Linked DNA regions of Xenopus laevis: region 2 is linked to region 1. A link is a contact called in public Hi-C data. All regions are on one chromosome and are shown on one strand. The core of a region is the stretch at or near the end of the contact, and the rest is flanking DNA. Distances in the headings are between cores, read along the strand shown. Region 1 has its middle 70 kb from the start of mnt.S. Region 2 has its middle 18 kb from the start of LOC108709350.

Region 1 (5,471 bases), core at 1,885-4,384:
ACAACCTGGTATCCAGGATTTGTAGGTGACAGTGGTAGGGGATGCTGCTGGAGGAACTGACAGGGAGTAAAGATCCTAAGTTATGCTGGAAAAACAAAGGCCTTGTAGTAAACTGAGAATACTAACTAGGAGTGTAAACTAGGAGTATGAGATAGTTCATATGAGTGGATGAGAACAGTTATGTGATTTACTGAGAAGGCTGTAGTTTGGGGCAGCCGTAGGGACCCAGGTAGTTAGAACCCTGTGTAGTGGGTGGAGGCAGCACTGAGACCTCCTTGTACACTGGGGCAGAAAACTCATGGCTTGGGTATTTACCTTGCGAAAATACTGTGATGTTATTTTATGATCTACCATAAATATCCTCCCCCCCCCCAGAAAAAAAAAAACTTCTATAGGGCATGGTGCAGAGTAGCAAACACTACTGGCCCCCCTGTAGGATCTGCTTCCTCTATTGTTACACCACTGTCCTGGTGCCTAATATATTTTGTGAAGGTGCGTGTAAGAGTTCTACTTGGAGACCATTTGCCTCCACTGTTCTGCAAGGTTCCGGCTTAAAGAGAGAGTCACACGGAACATTTTTCTGCTAGAAGAACAGTTGTTTCCATGTCTATATTGCTAAACACGCCCAGCAGACTGACTGACCTAATCTGACCATGTCTGTACAGCTTTAAATTGCTGTTGCCTATCTCATCCTAGGCAGAGACACACGTTCAGAATCGGGGAGATTAGTCGCCCGGCGCCAAATCTCCTCTTCTTCGTGGGGGCGACTAATCTCCCCGAACTGCCTCCCGCCGGCTAGAATGTAAATTGATGGCGGGATGGCAATCGGTGCGCTTCATTTTCCGAAGTCGTCCGAAGTTGCCTCACAAGGAAACTTCGGGTGACTTCGGAAAACAAAGCTCTCCGAGTGCCATCCCGCTGACAATTTAGATTCTAGACGGTGGGAGGCACTTCAGGGATATTATTTGCCCCGAAGAAGAGGCGATTTATCTCCAGGCGACTAATCTCCCCAAATCTGAGCATTTCCCTCTGCCCTAATGGTACTTCTTTTTAGGGCAGAGAAACAAGCTCAAATTCTGAGTGATTAGTCGCCCAGCGACAAATCTTTTCTTTTTCAGGGCGACTAATCTCCCTGAACTGCCTCCCACTGGCTAGAATGTAAATCACTGGCGGGATGGCAATCAATGCGCTTCATTTTCCGAAGTTGCCCTGCGAGGAAACTTCGGGTGACTTTGGAAAACGTATCGCTCCGAGTGCCATCCTGTCGGCGATTTACATTCTAGCCGGCGGGAGGCAGTTCGGGAGATTAGTCTTCAGTCAAGAGGAGATTTGTCTCCAGACGACTAACCTCCCCGAATCTGAATGTGTATCTCTGCCCTTAAGGTCAGTTAGAAATAGCACTAGTTATAACTTAAAATGTGAAGTCATTTTTATCTTTTATTCATAAAGGCAATAACATATGGCATGAGTTATATATGATTTTTCATATAGTAAAATATCAATGTGTATGTGTCTGTTTCATCAAGCTAAAGTAGTACAGATATGGGACCTGTTATCCAAAATGTTCCTGTTTGGAATCTTTCTGTAATTTGGATCTCCATACCTTAAGTAATTTTAACATGAATTAATCCCAATAGGATTGTTTTGCCTCCAATAATAATAAGTACAGGTATGGGACCTGTTAATCAGAATGCTCGGGACCTGGGGTTTTCCGGATAACGGATCTTTCCGTAATTTGGGTCTTCATGCCTTAAGTCTATTAGAAATTAATTTAAACATTAAATTAACCCAATAGGCTGGTTTCGCTTCCAGTAAGGATTAATTATATCTTAGTTGGGATCAAGTACAAGATACTGTTTTATTATTACAGAGAAAATGGAATCATTTTTAAAAATTTGGATTATTTGGATAAAATGGAGTCTATGGGAGCTATTTGGAGCTTTCTGGATATCGGGTTTCCGGATAAGGGATCCTATACCTGTACAAGGTTCTGTTTTATTATTACAGAGAAAAAGGAAATCATTTTTTAAAACTTGAAGGGGCAGATTCACTAAAGTGCAAATTTTGCCTGCGAAGGGTCCGCCACACTTCACGCCACTTCGTCAGATGTTAATCTGCATACGCTAATTCACTAAAATGCGTAAATTCATCCGAGCGAGCATTTCTTAACAGACTTTCGCTAGTGGACACTTCTGCCTAGCGAAACCTCATTAACACACGCTTAGGTCAATTTGAATAGGGTGGGTACAATAAGGTCATATATACGTCTATTAGTGAAGTGGCCACTTATTAAAAATGTCCAAAATTAAGACAAAAGAGATCCTCTAATGCCCTAGACATGAGCCCACCCTAAAACATATGTGGCATGCCCCTCAAATGGTTAAAAACATTTTAAATGAACATCTTTAACAGTTACCATTTTTAAAGAGAATTTCACTTTAAAATATGAAAAAATGCCAGCTTTTTTTTTCATTTTTATGATTTCGCATACAGGACATAATGTCACTAACATAAGATTGAGGCAGATGTAGCTTCGCCTGGTCTAAGCTGGAGAAGGAAACTCTGGCGAAAGGGATAACGTTCTCTAAAATTCGCACTTTAGTTAATTTAGTGAATTGTTCACCTGAGCAGAAATTTGCATGGTGTAAAGGAGCGCAATAGCATTAGCGATGTACTTTATGCCTGTACTGGCGATGTCCCTGCTGACGGGATTGCTGATGAATTTTCGCTAGCGACAGCCACTTCACCCTTTAGTAAATCTGCCTCTAATTATTTGATTAAAACAGAGTCTATGGGAGACAGGCTTTCTGCAATTTCGAAACTTCTGGAAACCAGGTTTCCATGTAATGGATCCCATACGTAATGTGTATGATAACTTGTCACCAAAAAGCTATAACAAGTGCAGCATCTGTGACTCTGCTGGGATTTCATACACAGGGTTTAGTTCCCATCCGCACAGCAGCCAGTGCTTTCAAACTGCGCAAAACCCAGCAAGCTTTCAGAAACACAATGATAAATATATTTCATTCTCTGTAAAGATCCTCCCCCCCCCCAAAAAAAGTCTTTCTGCATAAACAAGTTGGCGCGGAAAAGGGAGCGGAATCTTACACAGGAGCATCGGTTGCCATTGACAACGGTCATTTCAGGTAACTGCACTGCAGTTCTCTTGCTCAGCAGTCTGCCGGATAACTGCAATCCAGCCTTCCTGGAACTGGCATTTGGCAGAGTCTCAGCCTTCGCAGGGTTTTAATGGAAGTGAATACGCTGTCTGTCCCGAGGGGCTTATACTATATCTTGGGAAGGTCTGACGGGTTTTCTGTAAGGTGAATGCAGAACAAATGAGCACTTGTCCTACATGAGCAAGAAACATAATTATTCTTTTTCAGATTAGGTGACATCCTAATAAAAGAAACAGTTTTTCCATTAGTATCATAAGTATGTGACTGGCAAGCTCCGCCATGCTAGTTATGTAAGTGTGTGTGACGTCTGCCGTCTGCACAGACATGGTACTACCCTGTTAAAGGGCATGTAAAGTCTACAATAGAATAAGGCTAGAAATGCTGTATTTTGTATACTAAATATAAACATGAACTTACTGCACCACAAGCCTAATCAAACAAATAATTTATGCTTTCAAAGTTGGCTACAGGGGGTCACCATCTTGTAACTTTGTTAAACATCTTTGCAAGACTAAAGGTGGCCATACACGGATAGATCCGCTCGTTTGGCGATGTCGCCAAACGAGCGGATCTCCCTCCGATATGCCCACCTTGAGGTGGGCAATATCGGGCTGATCCGATCGTGGGCCCTAAGGCCCAACGATCGGATCCTTCACGTTCGCAAACGGGCGGTCGGATCGCGGGACCGCATCAACGAACAGATGCGGCCGCGATCCGACGGGATTTTTAACCCCATCCGATCGAGATCTGGCCGACTTTCGGCCAGATCTCGATCGGGGAAGCCCGTCGGGGGCCCCCACACACGGGCCAATAAGCTGCCGACTCGGTCTGTCGGCAGCTTTTATCGGCCCGAGTATGGCCACCTTAAGACTGTGCACATGCTCAATGTGGTCTGGGCTGCTTAGGGATCGTCATAAACAAAGCTGCTTGATTTCTGCATGGGTGGGAAGTAAGGCTGGGGCTCCCCCTGCTATTCATAAGTATGATTGTTTCCCTGCTCAGCAGTTAGGGACCGTCTGACAATTCCTATCCACAGCAGTAAATGAAGGGAGAATTTCACTGCATACAGTCAGGTTTCTTATAAAAACGGTACATATTTTTTAATCAAAGTATATTAGAGATACGTTTCTTTTTCATTAAAGAAAGTAAAAATGGGATTATTTTTTTTTTGCCTTTAAATCAGAATTGCTTTAGGTGATATCCTTGCAGCGTTTGTATAAATATGTATCTGCTCTCAACAGGGTATCTGACTCCGTCCAGTCAGGAAATTTCACAGATCAAAGAATAAAGCTTACCCTGGAGAACCTTCAAACGATTGTATTGTTTATTTCAATATACACAACATGTTTCGAGTCCAAGGACTCTTCATCAGGTGCTTATTACACAGTGCAAAAAAACAGAAGAATAAATACATCCCCAAATCCCATCATGTGATGTCAGCTCCACCCTCTGGCCAGACCATAATATTATCCAATACATCTTAAAGAGTACTGCCATCTTGTGGCCTACTCCAAAAACACACCTTTTTACCATATTAGTGTAGAAGTATACATAGTTAATCACAATACAGTGTATACATTGTTTCAAAAGGAAGTAGTGGTTTCCTACCCTTTGCAGATATAGAATATCTTTAACTGACGTAAATACAATGTTGCAGTTCAACTCTGCAGAAAAGAGACAAGCTTATATTAGTAACATATTCATATTACAAAAAACATTTTATACTAAAGGCATCATTCAATCCCCATGGTTCCATTGCATTAAGTGTATGTATCCACTTGGCTTCAGTTTGTAATAATAGCTTTTTTCTATCACCACCTCGTTTCGGTATTTTCACCTCCTCAAGTACTAGCCACCTTAAACTGGCACTGTTATGTCTATAGTCGTGGAAATGTTTACCCACTGGGGTGTGAGTTTTAACATCAGCGGGGTTGTAATTTGTAATGGAGCGTTTATGTTCTCCAATTCTAACCCGCACTTTCCTCTTAGTCTGGCCAACATACATTTTGCCACAAGGGCATTTAAGCCCATATACTACAGACTCTGTATTGCATGTGCTGTACTGTTTGATAGCAATTTTATTTCCTTTTAAGGGATGTGTTACAAAAGGACCCTTTATAATTGAATTGCAATTACTGCAGTTAAGGCAAGGGAATGTCCCATACTTTGGTGGACCAAGGAACCTCGTATCTGATTTTGATTTTAATATATCGGATTTCACTAATTTGTCTGCAATGTTCGTACCCCTTTTATATGAAAAAATGGGTTGATCCTTACAAATTTCATGTAATG
Region 2 (5,165 bases), core at 2,572-5,071, 88 kb before region 1:
TCCCCCCTACTAATTTGAGTTTTTTCACAAAAAAAAACTTTTAAGAGGAAAAAAATTAGAATTTTTCAAGATTTCTTATGCCCTGGAGCTGCTAAAAGTCTAAATCCAAAATACCCCCTTAGTGTGCACTAACAACGCTTAATTGCTCTAATGTTGTTAGTGAGTATTTTGTGTGCAATAATGACAGAGGTGGGACACCAACTGTCAGTTCTACTTCTATTGGTTTGTCTACATGGTATGACATTTGTCTGTTTTTGATGGAATATAATTTCCATTGCCCTTGCTGGTAATGTGCCATAGCAAGATGTACAAACTATTCTATACAATCATTATACAACTGTCATTAATGGCTTGGGGCAGTACAGTATCCTAAGAAGTAAGCATGCTGGGAAGATGACAGACCTGAGGCCCAACAGAAAGCACAACAAACTGTTTTGTCTATATTGAAAAGCCTTCTACGGCTATGTGTGTGAAGTGATAGGGGCTTATGGGAGGTTGAAAAAGATGGGGAGGCAGTTGGGGCAGGCTGTAACACTCATGTAGCCAAACCATTGAATTGTAGTTGCACTACTGCATTTCAACCACTTGATCTGAAATGTGTCTCTGTTTACACCATATCTGCCATTAAGCAGAAATAACTTCACTGGAGGGGATAGAGCTAATGGCCACATATAGAAATTAAAGTGAAGGGAAGCCACACAAATTATGACTATGACTATGGGCCTATGACTAAGTGCCCATAAGGCACGAAACGCGTAAGGCCACTCTCTGAGATGTTCCTTTTTGCGTAATAAAAACTTTTTATTTGCATCTATTTTGGAGTGAAGTCCAGTTTCTGTGCCAGCTTACTACTGAATTCCTTATGTCAGTTATCCAAGGTGTTTACCGACTGTTTGTCTAATGCAGGTGTTTTCCAAGCTTTTGCCGTAGATTGTTTAGCTACAAAAAAAAAAATATAGATATGTATTACCTCCTTAGGTGTTTTTATTTAAGACAACATAGACATTTAAAGATTGTTTTTCAAAGGCTGCAAAGGCTACACCATGTCTGCCATTAAGAAGAAGTAACTTCACTGGAGGGGATAGAGCTAATGGCTACCTACAGAAATTAAAGTGAAGGGAAGCCACACAAATTAACAGGTCTATTTCCCATTTAAACAGAACAGAACCACTCACTTGTGTTTTCCAGTTCGGCACAATACATTTTCAGTGACTCTTTCCAATAAATATTTGTTACATTGCTGCACGCTGGGCTCTGTGACCCAGTTTAGCTTCTCTCTGCTGATTCCTGTGAAGTGTGACTCATTAGCCCGGCTACTTTCATGCGTCACTGCTTCCCAGCAGGCAACTCAACAGTCACCTGATCTCCCAGCACCAGCTTATTAGCACACAAATACAAGGGTTGTGTACATTTCTACATTAGCACTGTATATCCTAGTAGCAATATCTAAATACAGTTATACAAATATACATCTATACAGGTATGAAACCTGTTATCCAGATTGCTCAAGACCTGGGGGTTTTCCAGATAATGGAGCTTTCTGTAATTTGGCTCTTCATACCTGAAGTCTACTAGAAAATCATTTAAACATTTAATAAACTCAGTAGGTTGGTTTTGCTTTCACTAAAGATCTTTGTTTGGATCAAGTACAAGGTATTGTTTTATTATTACAGAGAAAAAGGCAATTATTTGTATACATTTGGATTATTTTGATAAATTGGAGTCTATGGGATATGGACTCTCTGTAATACAGAACTTTCTAGGTAACGGGTTTCCAGATAATGGATCCCATACCTGTATGTAGAGAAGCAATCAGTGACTTAAGACTTGCACTTGCAGCCTAAACACATATTCACCTTCTGTGAGTATTCGAAACAGGCCTGGTATCTGCAGCTTTTCCATTACCCTCCGGGTGCCCATGGCTGAAAACCTATATTTTGCTTAAAAAAAGGATGAAGAACAGTATTTGGATTCTGCCCACTAGATGGCATGTGATCACTAATACAGTACAAAGCACGTGGCGCTGGTTTACACTATACAAAGAATGAACCTGCATTTCATACCTGGGATGTCACACTTGGAGCACTCCAGCAGATGTGAATGGTGGCCTCTGGAATGCTGGGAGTGGTGATGCTCTTGTACTGCTAGGGATATCTGTATAGTAATTGTCCATAGATGTCCATATGGCAGCTTGTCTAAGGGAAGCCTGAATTTGGAAGAGCTACTTGTACTCTCCAGATAAAACTCTCTGGATGACTTGTGAACCAGAAGGACAAGACTGGAATCAGGAACAGGCAAGGTCAGGACAAGGCAGAAATAGGTTAGGGCAAGACAGGATCAGAATAAGGCAAGGTAACAAGTCAAGGTTCAAGGTAAGGCAAGAGCAGGAACCCTTAGTTAGGGACGATGCCTAGTATGGGTAGCCAATGCTCAAGTTAGGAGGGCTGGGTTTATATAGGGCAGAGCAGCCCTGATTGGCTGACTGCAAACCAATCATTCTGCTGCTGGGCTGGGGTTGCAAAGGCCAGGTAACATACAGTGAGCAACTCTGCAGGCTACTCACCTGGCCCAATGGTTAAGGTGCAGAGCCAGAAACCCAAAGGTCCCTGTCTCGAATTCCAACAAAGCCTGACAGTTATCCAAGGTAAATTTTGCAAGGGTAACATGGGATGGGCAGTAAGGATAAATATCCAGTATTGCAAAACTTGTGAGCAGTAAGGTACACTTAACAATGCTATTGGGATTTAGTGGATGAGAAAATATTCCGCAAGTGGAAGTTAAAATCAAAGAAGACTTTATTTTAATAATATTAAAATAACAAGCAGGCATTAGTTACAGATGTACTTCCTACTCTATGACATGTTTAATCACCTTACCAATGCTAACAGGGGGTGCAGGTGCTCAAGCACCAGACCTTCAGCTTGGGGAGGTAATATCAGACATATGGAATTCAGTGGTAAGCTGGCACAGAAACTGGACTTCACTCCAAAATAGATACAAATAAAACGTTTTTATTACGCAAAAAGGAACATCTCTGAGGATGGCTTTACGCCTTATGGGCACTTAGCCATAGGCCTATGACTAAGTACCCATAAGGCACGAAACGCATAAGGACACCCTCTGAGATGTGAGGAGGTGAAGTCCAGTTTCTGTGCCAGCTTACCACTGAATTATATATGTAAGTTATCCAAGGTGTTTACCGACTGTTTGTCTAATGCAGGTGTTTTCCAAGCTTTTGCCGTAGATTGTTGAGCTACAGAAAAAATATCTAGATATGTATTACCTCCTGAGGTGTTTTTATTTAAAACAACATATACATTTAAAGATTCTTTTTCAAAGGCTGCCCTTAGGTTTGTGTTCCTGTCTTCTGGTGGTTTGTCTGTGTACAACCAACTTAGAAATGAACCTAGGAGAGGCAAGTGCAAATGGAGCACAAATAACCTGTCTAACCTCTTTGTACATAGGTGCAGACAATTCAAATAGCAGCAAGTGACACATTGATTATGCAAATGTAAAAGTACAATAAACATAAGACAATGTATTATTACATAATTAATATTTATGTCAGATTGCTGAACCAGGAAACCAGAGGTGTGGTTGAATCTACTAAAATGACCAATATGAATTGTGCAGAGCCATTGAACACTCTAACATCAGTTTGCTGCTCACTGGAACTCGAGGGGATAACTCTCTAACACCAATCTGGCTTGCAAACCAAGGATATTTAACTCGGTGCTCCCTTTGCTTTCCCAGCCTCTGCTCTAGAAAACCTTCCACTAGACGTTGGGATGCTGTTGGTGGGATTTGTTTTCATTAGTATGGATAGATTAGTGAAGTTGGGCACTGATATTGGGTGATCAGACCTGGCACTTAGTCGGCATTACAGTTCATTCCACAGTTGTTCAGCTGGGATGAGGTGGGGTGCAGTTTTTCCTCTTCCATCTCCACAGAGCAGTTTGTACAGATTCAGGCCATTAATCAATAGTGTAAATTTAAACAGACCCTCCCAAATGTAAGATTAGAAGTCCTTTTCATGTTATCAGCAGGATATTTCAGACCCAATGTTTATTTTTCCAAAACCTATGTAATATTCATTAATTTTCGTTGAAGTTAAACCAACTCCAAACATGGAATATGTTGGCACCTTATTTAAAAATACTAATAATAATTTGAACTATTTGGTGCCTTACCGATTTCCCTGATAGTTAGAGCTTTAAACATATTCTGTACTGTTGAAATAATATACACACGTTTGTAAAATCCACCGTTCTTTGGCTGAGAGCACAAACTTGTTGACAAGACGTAATAAAGGAGGGGCTTTTGGCAGAGCTTTATAGACAGTGTAGCACTGTTCCTGCTTTTCAGGTTTGCATCAGCCTCACCCACATCAACTCCATGTCTATAATAATTAGAGATTACCGGATAACTGCTGATAGTAACCAATACACACAAGCAAGACTGGACAGGGTTGATTAAAAGCAGGGGCGCTCAAACGTATTGAGGCAGGGTCTACTTTGAGTACAGTGTTACACTGCTGTGTGAAATGTTACTTCGCTGTGTTATAGGGAAATAAAAGAGGACATATAGCGCTGAGAAAATGTGATATTGTATTATACTCAATTACTCAAAATATCATATAAAAAGACATTATTTATTACCAAAATAATTCTGCTGGCACAGTTAAAAAAAACCTAAGCCGTAAAAACGTAAGACAATGCAAGTACTATGAGGGGCCCCACATCCTAAATATTATGTTGCACAATCAACACTGGTACTGGCAACAGGATAGGTACGTGCCTGGCTCCCACCAAGATTTGTGTCCTTGGTACGTGCTTCTTCTGCCTACCCCTAGTTCTGATTTTAAGTGCCAGCATATTCTGCAGAGCTGTTTAATAGGAATGTGTGCAGAGACGTCAACTCCAAGGCCTACAATTTTGGGGGAAACTGTGTATGCTGCTGCAAATATTTTCCATGTTCCAGCCAATGCACATGCCCACACGCTCCTTCAATGTAGCTGGAAAAAAACTGGAAAACCCATGGAAATGACATATAGTGATGAAAGGAAGTCCAAAACTGGGTCACTCAACAACAAAAACAAACAAACCCGGAGGAGATATGGGTGTATACATTCACCTCAACCTCTATTCTCCTAGTCTCTTTTCTTT

Evidence for each region. Hi-C and Micro-C count contacts between places; a contact is called where the count stands out from the background.
Region 2: a contact with region 1 is called in a Hi-C map of the XTC cell line, with 5 times the contacts expected there. The contact joins two enhancer-like sites. A contact is called at or near these places in 3 of 4 Hi-C or Micro-C datasets (the XL177 cell line, the XTC cell line and animal cap).

The regions. Positions count from the first base shown.
Region 1 is chr2S:38,618,549-38,624,019 of Xenopus_laevis_v10.1, reverse strand. No RefSeq gene overlaps it. Among protein-coding and RNA genes, the nearest start is that of mnt.S, 70 kb to the left of the region's middle. Within about 2 kb of position 3,134, at least 1 of the 7 cell types and tissues checked has an H3K27ac peak or open chromatin away from gene starts, as enhancers often do.
Region 2 is chr2S:38,707,842-38,713,006 of Xenopus_laevis_v10.1, reverse strand. No RefSeq gene overlaps it. Among protein-coding and RNA genes, the nearest start is that of LOC108709350, 18 kb to the left of the region's middle. Within about 2 kb of position 3,821, at least 1 of the 7 cell types and tissues checked has an H3K27ac peak or open chromatin away from gene starts, as enhancers often do.